Linked DNA regions of Mus musculus: regions 1 and 2 are each linked to region 3. The links are chromatin contacts, called in public promoter capture Hi-C maps. All regions are on one chromosome and are shown on one strand. The core of a region is the stretch at or near the end of the contact, and the rest is flanking DNA. Distances in the headings are between cores, read along the strand shown.

Region 1 (2,968 bases), core at 381-2,880, 1.2 Mb after region 3:
TGAAATGTGAATGAAGAAAATATCTAATAAAATAATCGAAAAAAAAAAGAAAAACCTCCTAAGGTATAACAACTTTTCATAAAACTGAAGGCAGGAATGATAGTATACATTTTTATGTTTTTTATTTTCGTAATTTACATTTCAAAGGTTATCCCCTTTCCCAATTTCCTGCCCTGAAGCCCCCTATCCCATCACCCTTCCCCTGCTTCTATGAGAGTGTTCCCCACCCATCCACCCACACACTCACACCTCCCTGCCCTTGCATTCCCCTACATTGAGTCATCAAGCCTTCCCAAGACCAAGGCCCTCTTCTCCCATTGATGCCCTACAACACCTCTGCTACATATGGGGCTAGAGTCATGGGTCCTTCCATGTGTACTCCTTGGTTGGTGATTTAGTCCCAGGGAATTCTGGGGGTTCTGGTTGATTGATACTGTTGTTCTTCTTATCGGTTGCAAATGCCTTTAGCTCCTTCAGTCCTAACTTTCTCTAACTCCTCCATTGAAGACCCCATGCTCAGTCCGATGGTTGGCTTTGAGCATGTGCCTCTGTATTTGTGAGGTTCTGGCAGAGCCTCTCAGTAGACAGAGATATCAGGCTCCTGTCAACATACACTTCTTGGCATCCACAATCGTGTCTATGTTTGGTGACTGTATATGGGATGGATCCCCAGATGGGGCAGTCTCTAGATGGACTTTCCTCTAGTCTCTGTTCCACTCTTTTTCTCTGTTATTTGCTCCCATGAGTATTTTGTTTCCCCTTCTAAGAAGGACTGAAGTATGCATCTTTATAATATCAGTACTCAAGAGGTTGAAGCAATAGGATTAAGAATTTGAGTACAGCCTGGGCTACATTAGGAATTGAAGTTTAATCTAGGCTACAAATGAAAGCAAAAAAAGACAGAATTGAAGAAACTCAACTCGGACTGGTTCTATTAGCCTTCACCTTGCGTGTCACTGGAGAGCAACTGGAACCCTAAAAACTACAAACTACTTTCACCTGGAAAATTGGGACAGACCCAGTACTCATGAGCAAAACAGGCTATGAGACTTCAGAGAAATGCTTGTGCCTCTCAGCTTTATGCAGGACATTACACGTTCCTCATTCTACAGCATCCTCAGAAGAGTGTGGTGTCCATCCTTTCCAGGGTGAATGGATTCTGGCAAAAACGCTCTTCACCAAGAACTCATTTGTTTATAATCTGAGGGAGTCTCTGACCTTTAAAGCTTAGGGACTTTGCATTCAACAGTAACTCAGCACATTTGATCATGGTTAGGGCTGCATAAATCTACACTCCCTGACCTTGTCCTCTTGGCAAGCAAGAACTAGTTTTCACTGTTTCAAAGTAAAATGCAAGCTTCTTTGCAAACATCTTCAAAAGTTACAAAGTTCAGGGTCATCATAGCTTGGCATGTAGACAAAGTAACTTTTGTTTTAAATGTTTCCTTATTTTCCCCCTTTTGTTTTTTAATGACTCTAGTGTCCCTACATACCCTAGACAGACCTTTATCTTTTTATACTCCTTTCTGTTTTTCAATACTGGGATTATGCCTGGCATAATGGTGCCTTTCAAAGGTGTATCTCTTTTCCCTTGCTACTACTTACCATGTTGTTTCACGTTTAAAATATTTGTATTAGCCAAATTAGAAAAAGAAACATAAGCTGGGCCTTGTTCCAAGAAGTCAAGTAGAAATAGCCCAGAGTAACCTTTGCAACAAATTAATGATTCATTAAGTACCACTGAATTTACCTGAACAGGTAAACATCTTATTTTTTAGCCGTTTGTAGCATTTTATGAGACATTGACACTCAAGAGGCTTTTATAGTGGTAGTAGTTTATCTCTGCTACTGTAAAGGATTCCAGATTAAAAAAAAAAAACAATTATAAAATAAAGAGAATACTGCCTTTTGTTTTTCTGGTCTTTGAATGTTCCTTTTCTTGAGACAAAGATTTAATAATAAAAATTAATATTTTTCACATTAACAGAAAGAATCTTTACAGAAAAATGCAAAAGAATGCTCAGATCTCCATTGAACCTGATCTATATTTTAATATTTTATAAAAGTTATAACTCTCATTGCCATTTTACTTAGACAGACGAAACAGGCCAATAAACAAAGCCTCTGGGTTTCATTATTTCCTTTTTGCCTTCCCATGTCAACACTACAAACTAGTGTCTCCAAGTCTTCCCACATAAGTCAATTCTCAGGTTCTTAAACAGGAAGCTATGCAGGGTGCTGGATGAAATAACTATGTATAGCAAGGGTGTTTATGAAGGGAACTCTGTCTAGGAGTAGTTTAGATCCACCTGAAATGGCAAGAAGGGTCCAGGTCCACCGCAGCTATTAACATTCCTAAGGTAAGTTGTCACACTCAGAATCATATGCACTGCACTGACGATGAAACACTTTAGAGCCAGTAGAGAAGCTACACATTGCACGGGAAGATCATAGTTGGCTTGCATTGCCAGATCACATTTCTCCAGAACTTACAGGAGAAAGTAAAGGAAACACTGTATCTTAGAATTCCCAGTGGCTGGTTCATTTGTGGATACTGGAAAACAGTACGTGGAATCTGTGTCATGTCCTCTGTGCAATTCTTGGTTCCCAAACAGAAAATACTGGGAGGGACATAAGCTGACAATTGTACCTCATATACTATCAGCTGCTTCTTGAGCCATCCAAACAAGCCCAAACACGTGGTGCAGGTGTTTAGGACCAGAGTCAGGGATGAGAGACAGCAATGATGGCAAAAGGAAAGTAAAGAAGAAATAGATATATCTGCTTCAGAGGAAAAGAAAAGGACTCAGCTAATTCCATTCCCCACAGCTTAAAGCCCCCTTTAGTATTCGCAGTGATGTTGGTGGCTCTAGTTAATTGGAGTCCTACACTTCCTCGAGGTGACTGGTGCTTCTGTCTTTGTTCACTGGGTTCTTAGGGTTGGTGATATAGAACATTTGTTTTATCC
Region 2 (3,246 bases), core at 468-2,967, 1.7 Mb after region 3:
AAATGAGATAGTGATGGGGGACAGGGAGAGACAGAGATTGTGTAGTGGGAAAGACTAATCCAAGAAAATAGATGTGATTTATTTGAGAAGTTCTTCTTGAAACAGCTAAACATAGCACATGGATAACTGACAGGTATCAACAAGCAGTCATCAATTCACAGAAAGCTGCCTCCTCTCCAGTGAGGAAAATGAAGCTGTGCCCGCAAGTTCTTGCAAGTATGTCAGTGAATGACAACCAAGGCAGTAATATAGAAAACCTATTTTTCCTTATATTAAATGTTGTATGTGAAGAAGAATATGCTATTTTATGACTCTTGAAAATGTTATCTTCTAATTGTACTTAGCATGCATATACTAAATGTCTCCAATCCAGCAATGCTGAAGGAGCAGTGAACCAGAAATATTCTCAGCCGATGGTCTTCTTCGTATGCAATGTACTCTGAAGTACAGGAGTCTTAGTGGGTCTCTTATTGTAATAAATACCATGATCAAAAGCAATTGTAGAGGAAAGGCTCTCTTTGAGCTTACAGTTTATATTCCACTGTGAATGGGCATTAGAGAAGGAACAGAGGAAGCAACCTAGAGGTAGAAACTAAAAGTTACAGCCCAAGCCATGGAGGAATACTGTTTACTGTCTTACTCCTCATGGCTTGCTCAGTCTACCATTTTTTTTTTTCAATTTAGGCAACTTGCCCAGGGGTATCTACACCATGACTGAGCTGGGCCCTCCCACATCAATAATCAATGACAGAATAATCATGCCCCATAGACATGGCAGGGAGCAATCTGATGCAGGCATTTTGTTGTTGTTCCTTCACTGAGGTTTCTCTTCATAGTCAACTCTTAGTTTGTGTCAAAAACAACAAAATAGAACAAAGCAAAACAAAACAAAACAATACAGGACAGTGGATGTGCAATCTCATGAAGAGGGAACACATGGGACAGTACCAAATATCTGTTAGGACTAAAAAGTTATGAATTAAATAGAATTGGGTTCAGCAGGAAAGCTATGAGATATCAGGGGAAATCATTTTGGTTCTTTACTAATAGGAATTAATCACACAGAACAAACACAATCTCTTTTAGAAACTCAAAGTAGCAAAAAAATGTAGTTAGAATAAATGTTAAATTTACTAATGAATAAATGATTATTTTAAGCTTGTAGGTGGCTAGATAAGAAATACAGTGCATTAAAAAAAATCTTCCTAATCATGAGAGCAAATCACTAATTAAAAAAATGGTGATATTAGAAACAGTGTTTGAGACTAAATAATTATTACCTTCTAGCAGTGTAGAGGCCACAAGCTGCATTCTATACAAGACAAACTCAGATGACATGTGCAGGCTTTTCTTAATGGATAATAAAAGACTTTAAAAGAAATATTAAACATGCTTTGCCAATTTTTTCAAACAGAAAAAAATTCTTAACCCTATGAGAATAAATATAAATAGGGCTTTTGTCTCTCTACCAGGCATAATTAGTCCCTTGATGTGATTCATTTAACCTCTGCCTATGGCCTTAGCTGGCCTGAGACAAGGGCTACTTCCCATAAAAACCAATGCCAGGAAATCTCAGTTCAGTTGCTGCTTGATATGAATGAATTTTCACTAGAAATCCTAGGTACCCAGTTCCTTACCTGTAGGCATACACTCATACACAGCACCCAGTTGAGAATGGTGCATGTCTTCTGTTCTATGAAATGATGCCTCATACCAGTTTAGACTCTGCTTATTTGTGTTTGAGTACAGCCTGACTTTGATCTGGTTGTTGTTGGTGGTGGTGGTGGTGGTGCTGTTGCTGCTGTTGCTGCTGCTGCGGTTTTGCTTTGTTTGTTCATTTCTTTTCATGAGAAATAGCTTCACAAGAAATAGTTCAACTATGCAAAAGGCCAAAACTATCATCACCAAACAAGTTGTGACTTATAAGACGACTCGAGAAGTAGGATGTACAAAGCTCATGAAAGGAGATGCTGTCCCAGCTTTCAGCCAAAGCCAACTAAGAACTACAAGCAGCTATTGATTTTCCAGACAGAAAAGTGGTTAATGAGTAAGCTATTTCAGCACATTTTGCATCATATAGCAGGACTTCGTAATAACTGGAGGTCAAAGTGCCATGTCCACAAATCTAACAGAAACATATTTTCTTGTTAATAATAGCTTGCATGTAGAGATACACCCTTTATTAAAATTTCCAGTATTTAGTTTAGTAATTTTGGTTTAAAATTGTTATGTAATGCATTTACTCTGTCCTCTGCACAGGTCAGAGTTTGCTGCAATGGATCTGAATTAAGCTGATTAAAATAGGCGCGGGCTGTGAAGCATGGCAGCAAAGGCTCACATCCAGGTGGAGGCACACATCAGGCCTGGGCCTTGGCTGCTTATTTTGATTTAAAGGTCATTCACTCACAGACTCTTTTTTTTTTAATCTTTGCAATACTTTATTTTAAGGTTGCTTCCCTGGGAGATAGAGATTAATTATGAGAGTTTTAATTGTTAGATTCACCCTCAAGACAGAACACTGTATGCTTTTGAGGTATGCCATCTATATAAAACCTCAGGCAATACCTCTGTGTAATATCATTAGGTATTGTTAGTGTTCAGCTTCACACTCTTCAATGAAGCAGACAATTGTAGAACCACCCTCATATGAACATTGCATGGGTCAGTAAATACAAACTCTCAAATAGAACATATTCAAGAGTCATCTCAGTGGTGCCTCTGGAATATATAATAACTTCCTTACACAAGGTCACTATTTTCATGACAGCAAAACAATTTATTAAAGTGAAAATTTAGATGAAAGTACAACAAGTCAATGTAATTGAATCCTGAATTGAAGAACGCTGATTGAAGCTACACTCTGGAAGCTCTTTGTGTACAGTGACAGTGTTTTCTGACTCCTCCTAATCTACCTTAGCAAGTTCCTTTGCTAAGAAGCCGCTTGGTCCTCCTGGATTTACAGAGCAACTGAAATCAGACTGAACCTTGCATCTCTGAGTGTACTTTGCATGTTTCCCCTTCGCACTGCTTTTCATTTTCATGAAGGCATGTTGACTATAAAGGAGTATTTGCTTAGAAACTGACTATAATTAACTTATTTTATTTCCCTTCAAAATCAGAAGTGCAAAGATAATAGTAATGGAGGCATCTTAGTGTTACCTTTTTTAATAGTGACCTTCCAGATCAGCCAAAAGGCACATAAAAGCCTCCAGTTGTTGTTGCTGCTGCTGCTATTGTTTCTTGAAA
Region 3 (3,004 bases), core at 152-2,651:
TCTGCTTTGAAGAACCACCTAAATAAACATGCTTGCAGAGAAGCCTCAGTATTAGTTGACAGTAAGCATACATTACTTTTATAACTTTTTAAAGCCCTTATAAACTCATCCTAAATATCTACGGAAAAAGCCATCAGCAGATTTTTCTTTTGGAATTTTTCTCAAATATTTTCATTTACATCTTTTATTACATACTGACATTTAATGTATAAAGGAACTCCTGGCTCTCTGAAACTAAGTCAGCTGTGAAAGACAGAACTAGGAAGAAAAATTTGCTCCATCACTGAACGGATGAGCCACTAAAGGACACCCAATGGCTAGGTCCAAGGCTTTCAGATGCAATAATATAATCAGGGGTGGACTTGAAGATAATTTGGAAAGTTTGAAAAACTCTCATGTACCTATTTAGGGTTAGGTTGCCAATAACTGTTGATATGTTTAGAAAAATTAAAAGAACTACTTATTATTTAAAAAATAGTTTATTTTGCTGTTGGTTTATCATTTATCCCATTTTAATATGTTCTCAAAAACGTTATCTTTCAGTATAAACTGAACAGCACATAACCTCCCTGGACAAGACAGAGAACCATGTTTGCTTCCAAGGGGTTTATTTGTCTCTTTATAATCTGAGAGGGGGTAAACCGTAAGCATCCATGGCCAAAGAATGACAGCTCATATCTTCACAATCTTCTCGGTATGTCCTTACAGTTAAGTACATCCTTGGCCGTGTGTGCAACGAATATCCACCAACCCAACGCTTGTTCTGTCTGCCCAGAAGCCAGTGATGATAGACAACAATGAACTGCTGGTATTTTCAAATAACTGGGTGGCTCTTCCCTTTGGGGTCTACCAGAACAACTACACCCCAACAGGCAATACCTGAAAAAAAGAACAAGAAAAAAAAGTGCCTTTTGTATATTACATTTTAGTTTACCCAGTGCTCTGCATAAAGCATTTTATTTAACCCTCTCATGGTTGAAGAAGAAAGGTCGATCATTCGGTAATCTTTCTTACAGGGCCGTGAGGGGAAAGGCGTCCCAGTAATCACCCACCCCACCCCACCCCTCACGCTGTCCCCGCTCCTGCTCACTGATGCCGATGACCATCTGCAGAACGGTGCCTGGGCCAGGTGGGATTCCTTGCTTCAGGGGCCGCCTGGCCACCAAATAGACGTAGGTGCCCGCCCCGAAGAGTGTAGAGCCCGACAGCACGCGACAACTCCAGCAGGTTTTTAACTCAGGGTCCCGGGCGGGGGAGGCCGGCACGGCGGATTTCGCGGGTGGGTTCGCGGGAACCGCTGTGGAAACAGTTGGGGGGGCAGGAGCGGAAAACTCGGTACTCCCCGAAAAAGAGGACCCCATGTCAGAAGAGTGCACAGCGAGCCGAGCCTTCACTTTGAAATGCTGTAAAATGCTGCCGGAAAGCAGCACGCTGACGTAAAAGCCGCCGCGCTTCTGGGAAATGTAGTTGCAGCAGGAGCCGGGCGGAACAGGGCGGAGCTGCAGCCGCCTCAGAGGCTTGTGTAATCCAGAAGTTCAAAAGTCAAGGCTGCCTCATCCCGGTGTGTTAGAAACTGTTTTATACTACTTTATGAAAGTATAGATTTCAGTCTTCTTAAAGAAAAACTGTGGATCTCTAAGCTTCCCGACTAACACAAACTAAGGTCCTGGCATGAAGTCTAATCAACAGAGATTATATTCTAAGTAATTGTATGTTCTTACCCAAGTGCTTACCTATTGCAATTCTGTGTATTCTGCCGTTTCTCAACATACTCGTTTCCTAGTACAAGATAGACCAGTAAAGGCTCAAAGTTTTCACATTGTACTTACTTTGAAAGAAATATACAGATATAATCAAGATATTAAAAATGTGTTTGAATTACCTGGATACTCTCTTTGTTTATTAAGGTTGTGCTCTCAATTGTGTCATATTTATGATTTTAATTCTCATAAAAAAAATTAGGTGCAAACTCAGGTTAATGACTTTTTTTTACACTTTTGCATTTTTATCCTGTCAGATGAGCTTTAAAGGGCCGAGGAGATGGTTCTGTGGTTAAAGTGCTTGCTCTGCGGGCAGGAAATGTAAGATAAGTTCAGATGCTCAGAACCCACAGAATGTTGAGTGGGTATGGCAGGGCATCTATAATTCTCAGTCAGAACAAGGAGATGAACTACAAGAGAAACAGTTTAGCTACATTAGCCACGATCTGAGTTCTGGATTCAGGTGGAGTGCTTGCCTTAACATATAACGTGAGAAGCATTCAAGAGAGACTCTAGACAGTAATCCCTGGTATCCAGAGGCAACTGGGACCATACACACATCTGTACCCACACATGCAAACACATATACATGCACAACACACACATGGAAAACAAAAGACTGCATCTTTCTGACTGTGTCTTTGCAAAACAACAGGTGTCACCAACTCCAGTCTCAGCTCGCTTTTCATTCTCTCTGCTTACAGTTGGCTATCTATTTCTTGTGCTTGCTGTTCTCAGGAGGATATTGGTAAAAACTAAATTCTTATGTAGCAGTTTCCTCTAAACTGACACCTTCTAACCTGAAGGGAGGCTCCTAAAGACCCAGGAATGAAAGGAAACATAGAAGGTTCAAAAAACAAATTCATCATTTCCTAAAAACAATATTCAACCCTAAGGTTATATACACAATAAAACTTGGGCAGAGGGGACTGTGACCTACAGAGTTGGCATCCAAATTGAGCAAAGTGCCCCAGAGATTCAGCTTTCATGAGTAACCCCCATACTGGGTCAGCCTTTCAGCAAAATAGTCACCCTTGGTTCAGGAAACAGCTCAGTAAATTTCCTGGTTCACTAAGCTAAGCTTAGAATTGTTTCAGTGCTAGTAGGTTGTCCACAAGTGCCCTGTCTGGGATTAGTAAATGTTTGTTCTTGTCTCCCAAGGAAAAGTCATATAAGAAAATGTTATTTTTGAGTTTAGGTGGTTTCTTTTATAGAAAACGGGTAAAAATGGAGCAACAATTTTC

What was found. Promoter capture Hi-C pulls out the DNA fragments that hold promoters and counts their contacts.
Region 1: a promoter capture Hi-C map of liver shows a contact between it and region 3, with 4 times the contacts expected there. The contact joins the enhancer-like site here to the promoter of Dmac1 in region 3. A contact is called at or near these places in 7 of 39 promoter capture datasets (the SN4741 cell line, cranial neural crest, liver and 3 more) and 3 of 484 Hi-C or Micro-C datasets (cerebellum, granulosa cells and nephron progenitors).
Region 2: a promoter capture Hi-C map of liver shows a contact between it and region 3, with 8 times the contacts expected there. The contact joins the enhancer-like site here to the promoter of Dmac1 in region 3. A contact is called at or near these places in 7 of 39 promoter capture datasets (the 3T3-L1 cell line, cranial neural crest, frontonasal cranial neural crest and 3 more) and 1 of 115 datasets of contacts at active chromatin or transcription factors (astrocytes).

The regions. Positions count from the first base shown.
Region 1 is chr4:76,467,246-76,470,213 of GRCm38.p6, forward strand. The region is part of intron 10 of Ptprd (protein tyrosine phosphatase, receptor type, D); the gene reads right to left. The region is part of intron 1 of Gm42303 (predicted gene, 42303); the gene reads left to right. Among named protein-coding and RNA genes, the nearest start is that of Gm42303, 18 kb to the left of the region's middle. Within about 2 kb of position 1,631, at least 7 of the 459 cell types and tissues checked have an H3K27ac peak or open chromatin away from gene starts, as enhancers often do. A contact at or near this core is called in liver, where this site is marked.
Region 2 is chr4:76,939,849-76,943,094 of GRCm38.p6, forward strand. All of the region lies in intron 8 of Ptprd (protein tyrosine phosphatase, receptor type, D), which reads right to left. Among named protein-coding and RNA genes, the nearest start is that of Gm42302, 150 kb to the left of the region's middle. Within about 2 kb of position 1,718, at least 4 of the 459 cell types and tissues checked have an H3K27ac peak or open chromatin away from gene starts, as enhancers often do. A contact at or near this core is called in liver, where this site is marked.
Region 3 is chr4:75,276,891-75,279,894 of GRCm38.p6, forward strand. Dmac1 (distal membrane arm assembly complex 1) reads right to left here and starts at 1,402. Exons shown (of 2, transcript NM_025849.4): 1 at 1,091-1,402; 2 at 461-879. The coding sequence starts at 1,361. The coding sequence ends at 815.